Linked DNA regions of Danio rerio: region 1 is linked to region 2. A link is a contact called in public Micro-C data. All regions are on one chromosome and are shown on one strand. The core of a region is the stretch at or near the end of the contact, and the rest is flanking DNA. Distances in the headings are between cores, read along the strand shown.

Evidence for each region. A called contact is a pair of places that touch in the nucleus more often than the background predicts.
Region 1: a contact with region 2 is called in a Micro-C map of caudal fin, with 2.2 times the contacts expected there. The contact joins the enhancer-like site here to the promoter of crata in region 2. A contact is called at or near these places in 6 of 18 Hi-C or Micro-C datasets (caudal fin, embryo and gastrula embryo).

The regions. Positions count from the first base shown.
Region 1 is chr5:33,476,311-33,480,644 of GRCz12tu, reverse strand. It overlaps fkbp15a (FKBP prolyl isomerase family member 15a), which reads right to left. Exons shown (of 27, transcript XM_073952309.1): 16 at 4,051-4,157; 17 at 3,868-3,966; 18 at 3,700-3,788; 19 at 3,530-3,584; 20 at 3,003-3,153; 21 at 1,853-1,989; 22 at 1,606-1,758; 23 at 1,268-1,360; 24 at 880-945; 25 at 693-800; 26 at 447-591. The coding sequence ends at 454. It also overlaps a transcript of lrsam1 not described here. Among named protein-coding and RNA genes, the nearest start is that of lrsam1, 24 kb to the left of the region's middle. Within about 2 kb of position 1,279, at least 2 of the 62 cell types and tissues checked have an H3K27ac peak or open chromatin away from gene starts, as enhancers often do. A contact at or near this core is called in caudal fin, where this site is marked.
Region 2 is chr5:33,434,074-33,438,494 of GRCz12tu, reverse strand. crata (carnitine O-acetyltransferase a) reads right to left here and starts at 1,796. Exons shown (of 14, transcript NM_001005587.1): 1 at 1,739-1,796; 2 at 1-74. The coding sequence starts at 1,765. ptpa (protein phosphatase 2 phosphatase activator) reads left to right here and starts at 4,075. Exons shown (of 10, transcript NM_001003425.2): 1 at 4,075-4,158. The coding sequence starts at 4,134.

The DNA of each region.
Region 1 (4,334 bases), core at 30-2,529, 43 kb before region 2:
CATTAATACAACTAATATTAACTAATACCACCTTGTCGTTAAGTGTGACCCATTAATTATGAAAATGTCTTAACATGTGGCATATTTTTATTAATTTTTGCCAAAAGATGGTATAAATAAAGGAGTTTTAGAAGTTTGAAGAATAAAAGATTTACATTTTACTCAAACAAATGCATATAAATCCAGTCAATTTTTTTGTTTTAAAATGCTTAAATGTTAAATTAAAGGACTTTCTGTAGGAGAAATAGTAAAGTTGGTGGTTAGCATTCCCATGTCAACATGTGATCCTTTTACAGTTTGTTCACAACCTCCTCAGTTTCATACAGTCAAACAAACTGAAAAACTGACTGTTGCTGTGGGAAAGAATCAGATCTAGACTTAGTTTCTAATCTTAAACTTTGATTGTAGTTTATGGACATTCTGATTTGTTTAGTTTACATAAATACCTTCTGCTTAATGCTCTACTTTCTCCTCTATTTCATCGTTATCCTTCGGCATCAACACCTCTTCAGTAGATCCATATTCTTCTTCTGCTTTATCTTCATCTGATTCAAACTCCCAAGATTCTGAGAGGAATTTCATGGTGACGCCCTGCAAATGGATTAAAAATAGTAGCAAGACCAAAAACCATGAGCTAATTAGTCATCAGGCTAGTTTTTAGTGTGTTTTGAATCCTGTAGGTTGAGCATTACCTTGATGGTGTTTTGGAGAATCTGGAGAACTGAATGTCCTCTGTAAGACTCCTGCAGATCAAACTCGGTCCTGAGACACTGAAACACTTCTTTCATCGCTCGCTTTACCTGCACAACATGCAGTTCATCAGCTCAGTTTTTAGGTTTAGACTTTATCAAAGCAGAACTCTCAGTCCAAACCGCTCACCTGAACAGCCAACTGAGTGTCAAACTGCTCATTCATACTTGACGACGTTGTTGTTAGATCCTCACACTAAAATGTATTAAATGAAGGTCAGTTGTAGATTGAAGAAAAAGATCCTCCACCCAAAACTGAAAATGCGTATTATTATCTATCATGCCATCCCACATGTATATGACTTATTTTCAAATTGTTAGAGATAAACAATGTTTCCTGGATCTCATCCGAAGTCATATAATGCTTGTGTAGGGAATGTTTAAAGTTGACGGTGATTTAAATGAACACAATGGCAATCTACATCCTTAAAACTCATGAAACGGTTTCAAAAAACCTTTTCAGCTGTTACATCGCATGATAAACTAGTTTTAAGAGTTCTTGCATAATGTAAACGTGCCTGTTCTTGCAGCTCAGTTATGGCTCCTTCCAGCTTCTCTTGCTCTGCCAGTTCAGCATCACATTTCTTTTGAGCGCTCAACTCAAACTCAGCCTGTAAATGAATACACATATCACAGGAAAAATGCAAAGGTGGCACAGAAACCAAACCTGAAAAGGAATGCACTTTCAAAAATGTGTATTTATTTACAAACACAATTTAATGCAGCATAGCATTTTTACACTGAATTCTGAGCAGACACAGACCCACTTCAGAGCCAACTTAAATTGGCTGTGTAAACATGACTTTAGAGCTATACATAGATTTAATGCTAAAGAAACACAAACACACACACACACCTGCTTCATAAGTGCTTCAGTGGAGTGTCTGGCCTTTCTGAGCTGCATGAGGAGCTGTAGGACCTCCTGCTGACTCCTCTCATGTTCCTCCTCCTGCTCCACAATAATGCGCTCCCGCTCAGCCTTCCACTTCCTCTTTTTCTCTGACAGGACCTGACATTACATGCAGAAACAGCACAATATTTGCTTTCACATTAAACCGCACAAAATGTTTAACCATGTCAGATTTGACAGGAGCTCTTCGCACCTGTTGCAGATTCTCCTTTTCAGCCCTCAGGTCTTGCATCTCCTCATCCATGTTTTGTATAGTGGATTCCAACTCTTTGTACTTCTGCTTCTCTGCCCTCCACCGCTGATCGCTCTGTTCTTCTTTTTTCAAAAGTTCTGAAAACATATATTATCAAAACACTCTTACACAATCTACCAAACAGGGCAGGGGTCTTAGACCAGGCGGGCTCAGCAAACCTCTAAGGGTAAACCCTGTGTATTAAGACTTTTAGGCTGCATGTCCACCGAAGTGTTTTTGCGCTTCTAAAAATGCTCAGCTGTGTACATTTTTGCAGCATAGCATTTTTTCAGTCCGTTGCTATGATACAGAGTATCTTTTAATTTTCTTGTCAGTCTGAAGCCCAGCTCACACTGTGCAATTTACTTTTTTAATAGTTCTTAAACATTTGTAGCATGTCAGACTGCACAAACATATTTCCCAAGTCACACTGTAAGATCTCAGTAGTCACGACACTGACCTGCAGGAGAACTCACCCAGAGTTTGACTTCATCCATACGTGACACTTTCACTATAACACCTCCTGACACAATATTTCAAGGTAAACATAAACAATCTGTAGCAGTAATTTTGTTTACAGTGCGCCTCAATAATAAAAAAAACAGTGGCGGTTTGAAGTTTTCCAGATTGCTATTGGTTCTTGGTTTTACGCTGAAGTCACAGTGCGTGAAAGTGTCTAAAATCTCGCAGGGAAAATCTAATCGCAAAGACCATTAATTGGCTGTGGGTTAAAATATCAAACAAACCATCAAGGACCATATATTTTATCCTAAGATTACAGGAATCTTTTACTATTTTCCAAACTTCACTCAGATGACAAAAACACAGTGTAAGCAGGGCTTTAGTACATGATGTAACTACAGACAAGTCAACCTAGGAAAGTCAATGTACTGTAGTGAGGAAGATAGTAATGGTCTAATATAAGAAAGACCTTGCGAATAGCTGAATTGATTAAAAAAATCGTAAAAAAATTCAAAGGTTTCACTTTAAGGGACTTGGTAAAAAGTCTATTTAAAAAAAAGGGCACTGTTCCTTTTAGATTTGTCCTATAACACAGCTACAACTTTTTAATGGTCAAAAAGTACAACAGGATTGATAACTTTGGTACTACCTGCCACTTGTGCCTCCAGAAGGCTGATCTGAGCACAGTGCTTGTGTTTGTCATCGAGAGCAGCACTGAGTTGAGTCTGAATCTCTGTCTCCCTCTGCTGGAGATTCACCAACTGCTGCTGCAACTGACAGGAGGAAATCAACGAATCCTCCTGAAAAAGAGAAAAAAAGATGAACCAAGGCCTTTCCCTCCCCTCAAACTTCCCTGGAACAGTGTTTTCCAACTCTGAAGGCAAACCAACAGTACACATTTTCAACCCCTTCCCAATCAAAAACACCCGAATCAACTCAGCAGAACATTAGAAGAGACTCCAAAACTTGAAATGAATGGTTCAGATAAGGGAGACATCCGTATGTACTGTAGGTGTGCCTCCAGGAACATGGTTGCTCTAAAACACCCCTATAATAACACTGAATGCAAATAGTTATCCAAAAAGACATGCGTCTATTAAATAATATCATAAAGGATAGTGAATGAGTGTAATGAGCCAATAAATGGACAGCATTATTTATTATCACTACTCCTACCTTTTCCTGCTCAGAATGAATGTGGCAGGTCTGGATTGGCAGCTGCTCCATATACCTGCACACATGGGGTAAACTGATTGTGTCAAAATATAATGCCTGTTTTTCATTAATCTGATCTGGAAAGCAGGAAATCGGAGTGTATAAAAAGAATTGAAATAAACCTAACACACCTCTTGTTCTGTTCACACAGATCCTCCATTTTGTGGTTCTGTCCCTCCAGTTTAGAGCTCAAAACCTCATTTTTCAGGCACACGCTCTCCTGCTGACCCAGCACAATGAAGACGTCATTTCAGTGACCATTTAGATATGTGTAGATAAATGTATATTGAAGTCCAGACCTGAATAATTCTCTGGATGTTGTACAGGATCATGTTTGTTTCTAAAGACACAGTGGCGAGTCCGAAAGAGAAGTGACCCTCTTTATGTAAATCATCCACCTAGAACAATTCAACACGTCTCTCTTGTTTGGGCTTTGAGATTTTGAGAACCAAAAAAAAAAATCCATATTTGCACAAATATACCTTGCTGGTCAGTCGGTCCACCCTATGTTCCAGCTTCTCAATAGCCATCAGGATTTCTTTGTTATGCTGGCGAGCGTCAGACATCAGGAAGGATGTAATATCAGGTGCTGTTGTTGAATATAAAACCATCACATTTAGTGAATCAGGCCTGCATTATTATTTAAGTCAAATAAAATGACATTTTAGCCATAATTGCATATACTGTACAAAATGTATATTCTTTATGAAAGGTGCAGTCCTGACAAATGTCTTGTCGTCTATCCAAGTTTTAGGAACAACAGATA
Region 2 (4,421 bases), core at 547-3,046:
AGGTAGCGGCCAGTAACCCGTGTTACGGACACTGGCTTTACCAGGCCGGAAGGTTTCACCATGCCAGCCTTTACCTAAAAATATCACAGACAATATACGAGTGACTGCATTTCAAATAAATATGTTATTATTTAGTTCCAGTTTCCCCCACAGTCCAAAGACAGGCACCATAGCTGATTTGAATGAACTAAATTGGCTGTAGTGTATGAGTGTGAATGTGAGAGTGTATGGGTGTTTCCCAATACTGGGTTGCAGCTAGAAGAGTATCCACTGTGTAAAACATATGCTGGATAAGAGGTTTATTCTGGTGTGGTGACCCCTGATGAATAAAGAGACTAAGCTGAAGGAAAATTAATGAACTAATATTTATATTAAGAGCTTTTCACACCCTCAAAAAACTACAATTGGTCAGAAATTTTTTTTTTACTTTATTGTGTTTAAACATCATGGATATTTCACAAAACATTGATTTCTTAACTTTTAATCATCTGAATGTAAATTAGGGCTGCACTATATTGGAAAATCCTAACATTGCAATATTTTTTTTTCTGCAGTATATATTGCGATTTATATACACAATTTAACTAGATGTGTTGAATAAATATTTGGAAAGATTTGATCATTTTAGATTGATTGGGATGATTCTATCTGGGAGTGTATATGAATAAAATGTAAAAAACAATCTACAAGCATAGATAAATACAATAAAGAAAAAGATAATACTTAAACTGCGGTTTATTGTTTTCCAAGGAGTCGATCTGTATTCGGATATACAGTAAACTGAATAATCAAATGTAAAATAAAACTGCAAAGTCTTTATTTTATAAACATTTTATCAACTGTACAATTACATAAGCCTGAATACTTTTAAAACCCTCATAGGCCTCAAAAATTTTTTTTATTATTATAATGCAATTATAATCCAGACTCAACATTGCGTATACTCGCAATGTGACTACTGCGAATTGATCACATTGCGATATTAATGCTGAAACGATATATTGAGCAGCTCTAATGTAAATTATTTGTTATGTGTACAAAACAACTGAATATAAACATATCTGAAAGCATAGCACATTTTTTGTTAAACTGTAAGGGGGAAAAAAGGCCTTTTTCTTTAAAAGAAATGACATCAGTAAATTGTAAAATATGGATTTCATTTTACTCAAACTCATAACTATAAATCAGAAATCTAGAGAAAGAAATTATTTTCAAGTTATGTCTTTTTAATAGGTGTGCTTTATACAAATAATATGAAACTTTGCCATTGTAATATATTTATTGTCATTATTTTTGAAGACACTTATGTATTCATCATTATATTAGCATATTAATTTGTACAAAACTATTTAATGTAGTCCTTTATGTATTAATAATTCGACATGGTAAATGCAATGACATATATACTAAAATACACAAGTCAGCACTGCACTTGTCAGTAATTTAACATGACATAAAATTGTCGCGCGTGACATTAACAACAACACAACGTTAGATTCATTTGGAGAGATTAAGTAGAAACCACTTACACATGCACACGATGTAAGTACTTAATTTTAGGAAACTGTCAAGAATGTATTGGTACTTCCTACTAACTACCCTAGCACTGCCGCTATCTCACCATTAACATGAATGTCCCTGAAACATCTCGTCTTACACGCTGTCAGCTAACCTTGTTTATGTCGAATAAAACAACAGACTATCTTTAAAAACAGAATCATGTGTATTGCTTACTCACCATCGTCCTGGCTAAAATGCCCAACATAACTGAAGTTCACTAAAACGCCCCCAAATCGAGGCCTCAGAGGAGGGACAGAAGAGATCACTGCGGTCAGAGTCCAGTAAACGAGAGCTGAAGGAAAACACTGAGCGCCATCACTGCTGCACTGCTCCTTTTCGCCGCTGGGGGCGCGACTATAACAACAAACCAAACACACCCACAAAATGGGTTGCCACATCCACGCGGAAGTTTGCATTCTTTTAAACGGTTGATTTTCTTCCCTTGTTCGAGTAAGTTTTACATATTGTACATATTTAATTGACTAAAATATGGTTTTACTTTAATTCTTATTTGATCTATGATAAAACTGCATTTGATGTTAGAATTTATGAAGGAGGGTCAGTGGTAGTCTTTCAGCTGTGTTCATGATCCCTGCGATATAGTGACTAAAATGTATTTAATGTGTAATAAATTTTGTATAGGTGCATAAAATTTATTTTAAAAATGAAGGTGAAGATTTCAGTTTCACTTTCAAACTAATACTTTTAAATCAAAGGATCCTGAAAAATCACAATACACAAACTAATAAGACTTGCTTTTAACACTTATCAAGTCAATCAAGGACCATAAATACTTGCAAAATAAAATAAAGTTTTGCAAACCCAAAATAAAGTATTGAGCAAAAATAAATAAATGCACACTTTCAAAAGTCTCAAAGCAAAAATAAAAATTGGAGAGATAAAAATGTATTTTGCTAACAAAAATAAAGAACTGCAATGAAAAAAAATTGTTTTAAGAAATAAGAATGAAATTTGCAAACAAAAAAGAACTGCAAATAAAAATCAAGCAGTGCAAAAACACTAAAATATTTCCAATTTAAAAAAACAACTCTATATATTTGCAAAACATTTTATAGCATTGCCTTTACAAAACCCGTCCAGTCATTTGCAATGCTCATTTTGATTTGCTTGTTAGTCAACCATAAGTTTGCAAAGCGGTTTTCACTTTGCACATCACGCTTCTGCGCGTTTCACTCATAGACTGTGGTTTCACTTTGTGGCCCTGATTTGACAAGGGGCGGAGTCAAGGGAACTTGAGCGTTTACAGCAGACCTGGAAACAATGTACCACCATAGTGTACTACCAAAGTGGTCTTACAGCCCAGGTCTGGGCCCTATATTTTAGCCTATGGTCTGGGCCTGCCATAAACACCCAAGTTCCCTTGTATAGTTTGTTTTTGTAAAGGCATTGCTATAAAAATATTTTACAAAAAAATATATTTTTTTAATTGCAAATATTTTAATTTTTGTGCACTGCTTGATTTTTTTTTGCAGTTTTTTTTGTTTGCAAATTTAATTTTTATTTCTGAAAATTAATTTTCCCTTTTGCAATTCTTTACATTTGTTTGCAAAATTTATTTTTATTTCTTCTTTGCTTTGGAAATTTGCATTTATTAATACTTTATTTGCATTTACTCAATACTTTATTTTTTCTTTGCAAAACTTTATTTTATTTTGCAAGTATATATGGCCCTAGATTGACTCCATAATAATGGGTCATAGATGGAAATAGAACATTTTGAGTGCAGTGGGCTACCTTTGGTCTTCATTTGACTGGCAATAAGGATTGTTTTGTTATGCAAACCTGGCAACCCTGTTACCTGCCTCATCTCTTCTCATCTTTTGCTTCATCTTTCTACTGAAAGATCGATAGGTTTCACTGATAATCTGAAATAGAATCTATTTCTATACATAAAGAAGATACTCTGAAGTAATTTTCACAGTAAACTGTTCAAAACAATACTTAACGTAAGTAAAAGTCTGCATTCCAAGGTCCAGAATACCGTACATTTTCCATTAAAACTACTAAATATATATATATATATATATATATATATATATATATATATATATATATATATATATATATATATATATATATATATATATATATATATATATATATATATGTGTGTGTGTGTGTGTGTGTGTGTGTGTGTGTGTGTGTGTGTGTGTGTATGTATGTTACACACTATATATATTTTTACAAATTCCCCTATCTATTTGGAATCGACAATGCAACGTTGTAGCAGCTATTTTTTTCCACATAAATGTACATGGAGATACATGGTAATAGAAAAATATTAATAACCTTTTACAGTTTTTGTAGAGATAATATATATTTTTAAATGTTTACAAAAATAAATAAAAATACGCAGTTTAGAAAATCTAATGCGATTCCTAAACTTAAAACCGAAGTCACAAATTAAGTATTATATAAAATTATATGGGTTTCAGAAACAGGCACTTTTTTTCTCGCAGCAGTTTACTTTCGCTGATCAAGTTCAAGGAATATATTTGAGGCGAAACTGCGGGTGAGAGTTGAAGGGTTGTGTTTTCATCACCACAGTAAACATGGCGGAGACAGAACAGGCGTCAGGTAACTCACATCAATCAAATCTTCAATTAAACAGAGCTAATTCAAACGCAGAGACCGCAGTGATATGTGGAGATTATAAATGTCGATGTGCAGCACTTGAAGGGACGAAAGGGACTTTACTTGTGCAGAAAAGCGCTTTACTATGGTTCGCCGCGCCTCATGTAATGAATCGATGAGAGTCTGTCACTTCTGCTCGATGGCGAATATTTAGGTTATTACGACTTAAATGTGAACAGTTATTATCAATTTTAGTTTTAAGGTTG